Regions from separate parts of the Sus scrofa genome. Here region 1 is linked to region 2. Evidence: chromatin contacts called from public HiChIP or PLAC-seq data. All regions are on one chromosome and are shown on one strand. The core of a region is the stretch at or near the end of the contact, and the rest is flanking DNA. Distances in the headings are between cores, read along the strand shown.

Evidence for each region. HiChIP or PLAC-seq counts read pairs in DNA pulled down with a chosen protein or histone mark.
Region 1: a contact with region 2 is called in an H3K27ac HiChIP or PLAC-seq map of alveolar macrophages. The contact joins the promoter of NEU1 here to the enhancer-like site in region 2. A contact is called at or near these places in 9 of 47 Hi-C or Micro-C datasets (adipose tissue, embryonic fibroblasts, epiblast stem cells and 3 more) and 1 of 2 datasets of contacts at active chromatin or transcription factors (alveolar macrophages).

Annotation. Positions count from the first base shown.
Region 1 is chr7:23,954,160-23,960,573 of Sscrofa11.1, forward strand. It overlaps NEU1 (neuraminidase 1), which reads right to left and starts at 4,500. Exons shown (of 6, transcript NM_001101822.1): 1 at 4,199-4,500; 2 at 3,593-3,785; 3 at 2,370-2,632; 4 at 819-1,001; 5 at 431-653; 6 at 1-332. The coding sequence starts at 4,360. The coding sequence ends at 106. It overlaps SLC44A4 (solute carrier family 44 member 4), which reads right to left. Exons shown (of 21, transcript NM_001101818.1): 18 at 6,340-6,410; 19 at 6,143-6,237; 20 at 5,984-6,068; 21 at 4,776-5,020. The coding sequence ends at 4,899.
Region 2 is chr7:23,876,436-23,882,217 of Sscrofa11.1, forward strand. VWA7 (von Willebrand factor A domain containing 7) reads right to left here. Exons shown (of 17, transcript NM_001195327.1): 6 at 5,737-5,782; 7 at 5,455-5,624; 8 at 3,379-3,491; 9 at 2,619-2,735; 10 at 1,941-2,126; 11 at 1,366-1,498; 12 at 1,111-1,263; 13 at 701-793; 14 at 1-101. Among named protein-coding and RNA genes, the nearest start is that of VWA7, 6.2 kb to the right of the region's middle. Within about 2 kb of position 2,461, at least 4 of the 83 cell types and tissues checked have an H3K27ac peak or open chromatin away from gene starts, as enhancers often do. A contact at or near this core is called in alveolar macrophages and retroperitoneal adipose tissue, where this site is marked.

The sequences.
Region 1 (6,414 bases), core at 3,250-5,749, 80 kb after region 2:
AAGAAGGTGGAACTCTCTTCCAGGCTCCTCCAGCAGACCCTCTGCAGACCCACGGTCCTGAGGCTGAGGCCAGGGCCGTCTACCCCTCCCTGGCCTGGGTACAGCTCAGAGTGTCCCATAGACGCTGACTTTGGCCAGGGAGATGCTCTCTGTGTACTGGTTCCGGCCTTTCTCATACAGGACGTAGAGCTGCGGGGCCTGGTCCTCCCCGCCCACACTGCCCTCCAGGGTTGCCAGCGAGGAGTAGCCACTGGGTCCCGGCCAGATCTGGACGGTCTCCTTCCGCCATGAGGTACCATTGCTGAAGCTCCAGCGCAGGGTCAAGTTCACTCCTGGGGACAGCGGTGGAGTCAGGGAAAGGATGGGCTCTCCCCAGGCCTCGTCTAGGTACCAGGGGCTCCCCCACCGACCCCACCCTGCAGACACTCACGGAACTCTGGATGGGCTGGGTTGGAGAAGAAGATGATGCCGGAGCTGGTGGCTACAGCTCCTGCCGCTACCACGGGGTCCACGAGCTCGGGGTCAAAGGTCACATCACGGGGCCTCAGAGTGTCACAGGCGTCGTAGCTGCGGAGGACGATTCGGCAGCGGCAGTGGTAGTTGTTCTGGTTCCGGGCATTAATGACGACTGAGCCGTCTGGGAGCTCATAGGGCTGGGGAGAGAGAAGAGGGCTTCAGATGACCCAGGGAGGGTCCTGAGGGGCAAGGCAGCTGGGAACACAGAGCTGGCAGCCAGCCCCTGCTGGGGCGGTGAGTGAAACGACGCTCTGGAGGCCAGAGCAGGTTGGGCAGGTGGGGACAGCCCAGGGACTCCTGACCTGGCACTCGTCCGGGTTGAAATCGTTTTCCCGCTTGGGCTGGCCATAGGGGATGCCGCTGATCCCACTTCCGTAGCGCCACGAGGCGCCGTGGTCATCGCTGAGGAGGCAGAAGACCCCGTCCCGCTCCAGCGTCCCATGGCCGCACACGATGAGCCGGCCCTTCTGAGGCGCCCACTGTTTCTGTGGGAAAAGAGCCGGGTGCCCCAGACAACAGACGATCAGGGGGCTCAGAGGCAGGGAAGGGGAACCCGCCACCACCTAAGTGTGAGGACACACCTGGGTCCCCTTCGGTTCTGTCCTTGCTTGCTGAGGGCCCCCTGTTACAGACACCCACTGTCAGAATCAAGAAGCTCTGGGAGTTCCCATGGTGGTGCAGTGGAAACGAATCCGACTAGTAAACATGAGGTTGGGGGTTCAATCCCTGGCCTCGCTCAGTGGGTTAAGGTCTGGCCTGGCTGTGAGCTGTGGTGTAGGTCGCAGATGCAACTCAGATCCTGCATTGCTGTGGCTGTGGTGTACACCAGCAGCTGTAGCTCCGATTTTGACCCCTAGCCTGGGAACTTTGGGCAGTTTCCACTGTGGTGCAGTGGGCTAAGGACCTGTCGTAGGTCATAGGTGTGGCATGGATTCCATCCCTGGTCCAGGAACTTCTGTATGCTACAGGTGCAGCCATAAAATTAAAAAGGAGGAGGTTGGGGGGTGGGGGATGCGCTGGGGGTGTGGGATGGAAACCCTATAAAATTGGATTGTGATGATCATTGTACAACTATAAATGTAATAAATTCATTGAGTAATAAAACAAAACAAAACAAAACAAAAAAAAAAAGAAGGAGGAGGAGGAGGAAGAGAAGCAGCAGAAGCAGCTCTTTTGCAGAATGTACTCCTTCAGGATCCAGCGTGTACTCTGGACGAGTTGTGCACAGGGGCCCACCTCAACCCAACCATTGCTCCTGGACCAAGCTGTAGACCATGGCACAGGCTTGTGTCTGCCCAAAGGAAGGAAGGCTTTTTTTAAATCTGCACAGGATTTTATAATATTTTTTCCCCTTAATCTTCATATGGATTGACAATCCCCAAATAGGAAGCCAATGGCAAAATCCCACCTTCTGGGAGTTCCCATTATGGCGCAGTGGTTAACGAATCCGACTGGGAACCATGAGGTTGTGGGTTCGGTCCCTGCCCTTGCTCAGTGGGTTAACAATCCGGCGTTGCCATGAGCTGTGGTATAGGTTGCAGATGTAGCTCGGATCCCGCGTTGCTGTGGCTCTGGCGTAGGCCAGTGTCTACAGTTCGGATTGGACCCCTAGCCTGGGAACCTCCATATGCCGCGGGATCGGTCCAAAGAAATGGCAAAAGGACAAAAAAAAAAAAAAAAAAAAAATTTCCACTTTCCTTTGGAAGGGTGTTCCTCCCAGGATGTCCCTTTCTTCCAAGGAATCCCACCTAAGACAGAAAAGCTGACCTCACAGGCCCTTCTCTTTGCAAAGGAGTCCCTTGTGGGGCAGACTCTCTACAAGGCAGCTCCCTCCACCCACTCAGGACAGACACCTGAATGCCAGATCCAGGTCCGGGGGCAAACATCTCAGTGCCTATATCCAAGGACAGGTTTCGGGGCGAGCTCCAGGAAATACCATCATCCTTGCTCCACACCAACATGGTGGAGGCCACCCGGCAGCCAGCCTTGTGAGCACAGAGGGAGTAGAAAAGGAAGACCACGCCTGTCGTTGTATCGCTCACCACTGCCCCCAAGTTCAGACCATCTGGGGTCTCCCCATCATCCACAATGAAAGCTGTCGGAGACCATGTGCTGCCTAAAGGAAAAAGGGAAGAAACGCAGGGTGAACAAGCTGGAGGGGCTCTTTCCACTACTCCCTGAAATTTCCACCCCCTGCTAGGGATCCAAGGTCTCATGATGGTCCAGAGGGCCTACGAGTCCTGACCCTCCTTCTCTCTCTGACTGTATCTGTTCTACCCTTGCTCACTTCCTCCAGCCGCACAAACTCCTTCCCATTTCTCAAATACTTTCCTTTGCCTTATCTTGTTACACCTGCCTGGGGCATTTTTTCCTCAGGCTCATTTACCTCCTTTAAGTCTTTGCTCAAATGTCCTTTTTTGAAAATTGCAGTCAAACTCTTGACCCTCTCCATACCTCTTGCCCTGTTTTATTTTTATTTTTCTCCATTACACTTAATCACCTTCCAACACAAATATATTACTTATTATGCTTATTGTCTGCCTCCTCCCAATAGAATATAAGCCCTGCAAAGGCGAGGATTTTTGCTCTGTTTTGTTCATAACTGTAGTCACAGAACTTAGAACACTGCCAGGTATATAGTAAGTGCTCAATAAACATTTGGATGAATGTTCAACTCCTTGGAGATCCCAATGTCTGCATTACTGCCCTGGACACCTTCCCTTCTTAGGTTGCCTCTAGTCTTCAGGGACCCAGCAGCTCCAGGGCTCTACGGAAAATCAGGCTCCCCACCCATTCAACATCTTGCCACACAGGCTTTTTTTTTTTTTTTTAGGGCTGCCCCTGCGTGCGGCATATGGAAGTTGCCAGGCTAGGTGTCAAATTGGAGCTGCACCCACCGGCCTTTGCCACAGCAATGAGGGATCCAAGCCAGGTTTGCAACCAACACCACAGATCACAGCACCGTCAGATCCTTGAACCCACTGAGCAAGGCCAGGGACTGAACCCACATCCTCATGGTTACTAGTCGGGTTCATTACTGCTAAGCGGTGGTGGGAACTCCCAGGCATAGTTTTACCCTGGTCCATGGATCTCCGCAGAGCAATGAATTTAGCGCCTTTATCCGATGCTGACATTTTCCTGGCCTCAGCGAAGGCAAGGAGGGTGCCTCGAGGAGTGGTGGTGATGAGTGGGATGCGGAAGGTGTCCACAGAACCGATCTGTTTTCCGCTCACCCACAGCAGTTGCTCCATGGTCACCAGCGGGTGCACCTGTGAAGGGAGGAGTTCCGGTGAACTGAACAAATGTGACTTGGGCTTTAGGGTGAATGAATAGCAACTCAGACGCAGGTTCCCCTGGGAAAGGTAGGGTGGTAGGGACCCCAAGTGGGAGCAGGTTTCCCAGAACAAGGAAGGGGAACCCTGAGGAGAGTTTGTAGCGAAGCTGGAGTCTCTAGGCAGCGTAAGGGACTACGAGGGGAGAAGAAGCCCTCTGGGATAGGGAAACCTCAAAAGGGGAAGGAGCTCGAATGAGGAGCCTCAGAAGGAAAGAGGACGAGGAACCCAGAGAGGGGCAGGGATTGGGAAAGGAGAGGGGGCTTAGCAGCCTGCGTCCCGGGCGTACAACCTGACACAGACCGACCGCCTGCGTGGTTGGGGATGGGGCCATGCGAGGGTTAACTCACCAGACTGAAGTCGTTCTTTGCCCTGGCTCCGACTCCTGCCGGAGACAACAGCAGCAGGAAGATCGAGGCAAATACCTGGGCCCTATAGGCTTCCCCTAATCCCAGCATAGGCGGTCTCCCGGGTCTGCCCAGGGGCACTGCGCCGGGTCGCTCCGCAGTCATCTCTCCCCCGCGGCGGCCGCGACCCTGGCTCCACGATTAGACGCGGGCTTGAGTCGCTCAGTTGACCCCAGCCCTTTAAATGCTCAGATGTCACCCTCAAATCCACAGCAAGTCAGGGCCCCCAGCCGAGCTACCGCGACTTTAATTGGCCCTCGCGTAACTCCTCACGTGACCCTTCAGCACCTCCTCTCTACGTTGTCCAATGGGCCTTCTTTGAAGTCCCGGAGCGCGTGACCCGAACGGGAAGACTATTGGTTTGATTGAAGAAGGGGGCGGGCATAACTCCACAGATGCCTTTTGATTGGCCGTGATACTGGTGGGGGTGTAGGGGCGTCACAGGGGCAGGGCCCCTTTTAAAGAGCCAGGTGGGCGGGGGAGGGCAGCGTGTGGTCTTGGAGGAAATAAAAGTCCCAGAGTTTTTGAGAAAACACAATATCAATCTTTTAATCTTTTTACTACAAAATCGACATCTGGAAGGCGGGAATGAGGCTGGGAGGCTGTACAGGCGGGGTGCTGTTTTGGATCAGGGCTACGTCTCTCACTTCTTCCTCTTCTTGTCTCCCGAGGGCACCTCGTTCTTCTTGCCCAGAATCTTCAGAAGGGCTTTGGACATGTAGTAGGGCCGGTCCAGGGAGCCGTCGTTCCTCTCCAGGTCTTCCACTGAGGCGCGACATAGACCCATAAGAACGGAACGTTGGGGGCTAACCCCATTCCCGGGGGTGGAAATCAAGGACCAAGAGACAGCTGCCTGGTTTCCTGGCTGCATTCCCACCAGCTGTTTTTTGGGGCAATTTTTGTAAACTGCTAAATAGGTTATGTAAATAGGTCATCTGTAGAGTGGAGTCGATAATACTATGTTTCATAGAATGAAAGGGATTAACGGAAAAAAATACATGATACATGTCAGTTTCTTAGCGGAGAGCCTGGTACTTAAGATATCCCAAATGAATGCATACAGTAGGGTGAGAAAATCCTCACTCTCTACAGCCACCTGCTGGGGAGTCTGCTGTGGCTAACTTCATCCCTAGATCTATCTTTCTTTCTCTCTCTCTCTCTCTCTCTCTCTCTCTCTCTCTCTCTCTCTCTCTCTCTCTCTCTTTCTTTCTTTCCTTTCTTTCTTTCTCTCTTCTTTCTCTCTCTTTCTCTTTCTTTCTTTCATTCTCTCTCTCTCTTTCTTTCTCTCTTTCTTCTTTCTTTCTTCCTCCCCCCCCCCGCCCCCGCCACCCCGCATTCGTGGTATACAGAAGGGCTTAGGGCACAGCTTCGCAATGCCGGATCTTTAACCCAATGTACAGGGCCAGGGATGGAACCTGCCCTGCCGCAGAGACAGCACCAGATCCTTAGCTTGCTGTACCACAGCAGGAACTCTCTTCCCTAGATTTTCTGCAGGAAGATGCCAGAGGCCTCTCCCCTGGAATGCTCCTTCTTGGGAGAGCGCAGGAGACTAGGGGCTCACTCCCATACTGCTTCCCAAATACCTGGCCTGAGGATGTTAGTAGAGGCTCCCTCAGGCTCTGGCTTCTATAACTCATGAAATTGCTATTTCGAGAAGCACCAAGTCTCTGAAAAAGCCTGAATGATCTGGTACCTTTAAGTTGGGGAGAGGTGGGGGGTGTTACTCACAGAAACAGAGGAAGAGAGTATCCACACACATGCCGAAAACGCTGAAGAAGCCACTGGCGATGACGTAGGCTCCCATGATGGAGGTCTGGAAGACACAAAGCCCGTTTAGGGTTCCTCTGGAGAGGTGGAGGGTGAGGCAGAGGGGCGAAGGTCACTCACCATGATGGGCAGCCAGTAATAGTTGAGCTGGGGACTCTCAAAGTCTTTACCCAGTCCCTGGATGCGACCGGTGAAAAAAAAGAAGGACAGGACCCCTAGGGGAGAGATCTGGAGGTCAATGTCACTCCTCTAAGGTCACCTCTTAAACTGCCTGGCCACCAGTGTTCTGTCCTTGTAACTCGTGTCTTGGTCCTTACCGACACCTCCAACCACCAGCAATTTCCCAAAGAACAGCAGCAGGTCTGTGACCTTGTCCAGGACGACCACCCTGT
Region 2 (5,782 bases), core at 1,211-3,710:
GACCCCTCGAAGGACGACGTGGGAGAAACGCGGGAGAGGATCTCCAGGGTTTCCTCTCGAACCAAGCCCTGTCACTTCTACCAGCAGCTGGGTCTGGAGACCTGGGACAGGGAAGCGGAAGAGGGAACAGGGATCTGCCTGAGATTTGGAGACAGGAAGAAAAGAATGAACAGCTTTGAGCAGGGCTTAGCTCTGGGGACCATGGATGGGGAAAAGGGGTTACCTTTAGGGGTGGCGATGGGGAGGGCGAGGAGGGAGTTCTGGGAGCCTAGAAATACTCTATAGCCGATATAGCCGAACTGAGTGACGGTTACATGAGTGTGTTATATAGAGTTTAGTGCACCTTCTTAAATACTTGTTATAACTCAATAAAAAGTACATACATAATGAACAAGATAGGGGTGGGGAGGGAGTTCCAATCGTGGCTCAGTGGTTAACGAATCTGACTAGGAACCATGAGGTTGTGGGTTCCATCCCTGGCCTTGCTCAGTGGGTTAAGGATCCAGCATTGCCATGAGCTGTGGTGTAGGTTACAGACGCGGCTCAGATCCCGAGTTGCTGTGGCTGTGGTGTAAGCTGGTGGCTACAGCTCCGATTCGACCCCTAGCCTGGGAACATCCATATGCTGCAGGAGCGGCCCTAGAAAAGAGAAAAAGAAAAAGAAAAAAAAAAAAAAAGATAGGGGTGGGGATAGATGTACCTGTAACCGGTTGAGTCAGGGGGTAGAGGCCAGGGTGGGGTCCATCCTCCACGGGGATCCCGAAGTGGAAGAGGAAGTCCAGGGAGGTCTGGGCTGCGGGGCGTCAAAGCAGTCAGAGATACTCCCAAGAGGAATGTGACTGAATTGCTCTCGGGCTCTGCAGTCTCCTCCTCCTTTCCTATGAAGAGCTCCCTCCCTCCTTACCTTTCACTACTGGGTTTTTCCTTTTGATGGCTGCATATGTAAGTTCCCAGGCTAGAGGTCGGATCAGGAGCAGCAGCCACCCCGACACTACAGCCACAGCCAAAACCGGACCCCTAACTCACTGAGTGAGGCCAGGGATCAAACTCACATCTTCATGGATACTAGTCGGGTTCGTTACTGCTGAGCCACAACGGGAACTCCCTTACCTTGCACTCTTACACGAGGGGTGCCGTTGGCTGTGACCTGGATCTCCCAGGTTCCTGTCTGCAGAGGGTCATTCATGGTCACTATCCAGAACTGCCCAAAGTGGCGAGTGTGACCTAGAGGCCCCTCACCTTCGTCCTGACCCTGGGAGACTCCTGGGTGGGTGTTGGGGACAAGAGATTGTCACATGAGAATTCCACTACCCCTCATTCTCCAGTCTCCATTTTTCCTCTGCCTTGAGACACGCATGGAGCTACCTGCAGGGTTTCTGATCCAGAAGCTGCTGACCTCGCCGTGGATCCGGACTGTGACCCTCTGGAGCAGCCCATCCACATTGAACACCAGTGGCCTCTCAGGCACCACAATAGGAGGCTCCAGGGGAAGGGTCACCTTGAGGGGCAGGAGCAAAAAAATGTGGGAGATGACAAGGCATGAAATGAGGTAGGAAGAAAAGGCACGGACAGAAAAAACTAAGTAACACGTGGAGAAGGGAACCCGGTGAGAGGAAAGACCAAGGATGAAACTACAGTCAGTGACAAAGTTGGAGGCCAGGGAGTTGTTGGGACGAGGCAACTACGTCTTTCCCCCCTTAAAAGATGGCAGAACTTCCTGGGGTAGCCATGAGGACAGAACACTGGAGGCCAAAGCTGGGGAGAGGGTAGTATTGACATGGAAGGAGCAGCGTAGAAGGTGGGTAGCCTTGGATCTCAGAGGGAGAGAAACTTCCTTTCCCACCCTTTAGCCTAGAATGGCATCCTGGCAAAGAAATGCGGTGTCACACCTCCCTTTAGTTCTGAGTTGAGCGCAGTGGTCCCTCTGGCCCCACACTTACCAGGTCAGCTATGCTGTCCCCAACAATGGCTGCCACATCCTGAATGTACTGGTCTTTGGTGAAGATCACTTCTCCACCCGAGGCCAGGGCCACCGCTTCATATGGCTCAAAACGCAGAGGGGACAAGACCTCACGCCGAGCTCGGCCCCGAACCCGAGATGGATCTTCAGTCACCAGGAATGTGACCTGTGCCCAGAAGAGAGGCCAGGAGTTGAGGTTGACAGCGCCATCTACCGCTGTAAACGAGGACCTCCTGTGCTCAAGCTTTCTACAGAGCTAAAGATTGGTGAGAAATTCTGTCTACCCTCTGGCTGCTACAGCAGGGTCTCCCAGTGGCACAACCCCCAGCCTTCAGTGAAGACATTGCCACCCCCATAACTGTCACCATAGGTCATCCACATAGGGGACTGTTGGCAACCAGATCTCCAGTTCTTCAAATGGTTTAGTGCGGTAGGTTCAAATATGAACTCAGCGTCATTAAGGGTGGGGCCTCCCACTCTTTAGCATTGTTAAAGGGATCCGGAAGTGGTTTGCTCATGGTCCACTTCTTCCCGCCAAACCAAGGCTGGTTTAACCACCACACTGTGGGTGTGACACTTGTTGTGAGAGTGTTGGTTGTCCCAGTGTTTCTCGCATCCCTGGGTGGCTAACACTGAGTCTCCCACCAGCTCTGCTTACTCTGCAACGCCGCTCCCGAGTCAGGGATTCCACCCGATTGGTGAGATAGGCATCCTTGGGGGAGGCGTCAGTGAAGACGAAGATGTCTGAGAGCGGAGGTGTGTGGAGCAGGGCCAGCTGTCAGGGAGGAAAAGACTGGTTTTAAAAAATGGCAAGGGGAGTTCTTATCACGGTTCAGCAGGCACAGATCTGACCGGTATCCATGAGGACGCAGGTTTAATTCCTGGCCTTGCTCAGTGGGTTGAGGATCTGAAGTTGCCGCGAGCTGTGGTGTAGGTCACAGATGTGGCTCAGATCTGATATTGCTGTGGCTGTGGTGTAGGCCGGCGGCTACAGCTCTGATGCAACCCCTAGCCTGGGAACTTCCATATGGTGTGGTGCAGCCCTAAAAAGACAAAAAAGAAAAGAAAAAAATGACGGCACAGAGTTCTCTTGTGGTGCAGTGGGTTAAGGATCAGGCTTTGTCAGTGGCTTAGGTTGCTGCTGTGATGTGGATTCAAACCCTGGCCCTGGAACTTCTACCTGCCATAGGTAAGAAAAAAAAAAAAAAAAAAAAAAGCAGCAGCAGAGAAATGGGTAAAGCCAGGGAGGGCAGAGTAGAAGACAATATAGCCCTGGAATCTGGAGTGAAGCCAGTGGCACTAGGCTCTGAAATGGGCCGGGGGCCAGGGGGCAGGGGGTGTCCCAGGGAAGCTCTAGTTCCCTTGCTTGTGGGTCCTGGAAAGGGGAGGAGAAGAAGGGAAGGGGGAAGAGGGCAGACCTCCAGGGCTGACAAGCACATCTCGGGCTCGTCTCCACCTCCCAAGGCGTGTATCTCATTGAGTTGTTGCCAGAAGCTGTCAGGGTCACTGGTGATAAACACAGGGCCAAAGCCTGAGGAAGAAGAAAGGAGGGTGAGATGAGTGAGGACAAGGCTCTCCCCACTCCCACCGAGGGCCAACTCCCCCGTTGTCAAGAGGCCCGCTGTGTTCCTCAGGTGTTCAAGTGTTGAGATAACAATACTCCCTTATGTTTATATGGACAGGGCAAGACAAGGCAGGGACCAGGTACCTCTGGGGGGAAGCGGACATCACTTCCTCACAAGCTGGTGGTACTTCTATGGCCCTGAGTTCGCTTTTTTGGGTATATGCATAAGCATCAAAAACAACTAGGGGAGGAGTTCCTGTTGTGGCTCAGTGGTTAATGAACCTGACTAGGATCCATGAGAATACCGGTTTGATCCCTGGCCTGGCTCAGTGGGTTAAGGATCCAGCGTTGCCATGAGTTGCGATGTAGATCGAAGATGCGGCTTGGATCCCACATTGCTGTTCCTGTGGTGTAGGCCGGCAGCTGCAGCTCCGATTTGACCCTCTAGCCTGGGAACCTCCATACGTCACGGGTGTGGCCCTAAAAAGACAAAAAACAAAAACAAAAACCAACTAGGGGAGTTCACTTGTGGTGCAGGAGTTGAGGATGTGGTATTGTCACTGCATCAGTTTGGGTTGCTGCCATGGTGGGGGTTTGATCCTTGGCCTGGGAACTTCCACATGCCATGGGCATGGCCAAATAAATATTAAAAAATAATACAAATGAGCTTATTTATAGGACAGAAATAGACTCACCAACAGAGGAAAAAAAAGTTGGAGTTGCCAAAGAGGAAAGGGGCAGGGAGGGATAAATTAGGAGACTGGGATTGACAGATACACAGTAGTACATATAAAACAGATACACAACATGGACCTACTGTATAGCACAGGGAACTATACTCAATATCTTGTAAAAACCAAAACAAAAAGAATCTAAAGAATTTATATATGTGTGTACATATATATACACACATATATATAAGGGAATCACTTTGCTGTACATCTGAAACATTGTAAATCAACTACACTGCAATTGAAAACAAAAAACCAAAAACATAAAACATTGGCATTTCCAGTTCCCATCGTGGCTCAGTGGAAACAAATCATACTAGGATCCATGAGGACACAGGTTCCATCCCTGGCCTCACTCAGTGGGTTAAGGATCCAGGTTTGCCGTGAGCTGTAGTGTAGGTCACAGACATGGCTTGGATTGGGCATTGCTGTGGCTATGGTGTAGGCCAGCAGCTATAATTCTTATTTGACCCCGAGCTTGGGAACTTCTATATTCTGAGGGTGTGGCCCTAAAAAGACAAATACACACATACACACACACGTTCATATATGCACATATATATATATACACACATGTGTATACATATACATACACACACACACACACACACACACACACACAGGCAGATCAGACTCAAAGTCTGCTCTTGGGCAATTCTCAGTCCACATTTTTTTTGGTGATCATTTCAACCCCGGAAGATAGACAGGAAAAGGCAAGTACTGACCCATTTTATGGATGACGAAATGAGGAAAGAGAAGTTAAACCATCAGCCTAAGGACACACAGTAAGACTTGGGGTCTGATTTCTAATTCAGTGGGGAAAGGAATGTGATGAACTAACTGTCCTGGACATTTTCACAGAGGCCTGGACCCACCCTCCCCTCTGTCTTCATCCCAACTCTATAGGAAATGGAGAGAACTGAAAATGACTTATTAGAATAGAAGCCTAAGAAAGCAGAGGCCACCTGCCTAAGCACATATCATCATTATTAATATGGAAAATGCTGTCATTTAGGAAACAGTGGAAGAAGTGGCTGATTATTTCCTACAGGCACATAGGTACCTGTAAAGCTCCTCTCAGGACCACAGAAGGGCCTCCATTTTATTATGGAAGGGAAGCCATGAGGCTCGCTTCCCTACCAGTGGCATTTACCCCTGCCCTGGACTTCCCTGCACTATCCCGGCCAGAACACAGTTACCTGGGTCGTGGAAAGGCACCAGGACATAGTGGGAGGGCTCCATGGGGCTGCCCCGCCGCTGCTCCACTATGTGGCGAGCCTGGATTTTGGCAGCGTTGATCTCCTCACCCATACTGCCTGTGGTATCCAGGACGAAGCTCAGGCTGGAGGCTGGGGTGATGTCCAGCAGCCTGGAAGCAGGCCAGGGATACAGTGAAGGGTCTGTACACTGTCCCCATCCCCTGGTTTCTCAGCTCTGGGGCACCTGCCTATAAAAGAACCCGTCTCCAGGGGACCACTCACCTGGAGAAACCCCTGTCTCCCAGGCGGTTTCGTAGGAGGCTGAAGG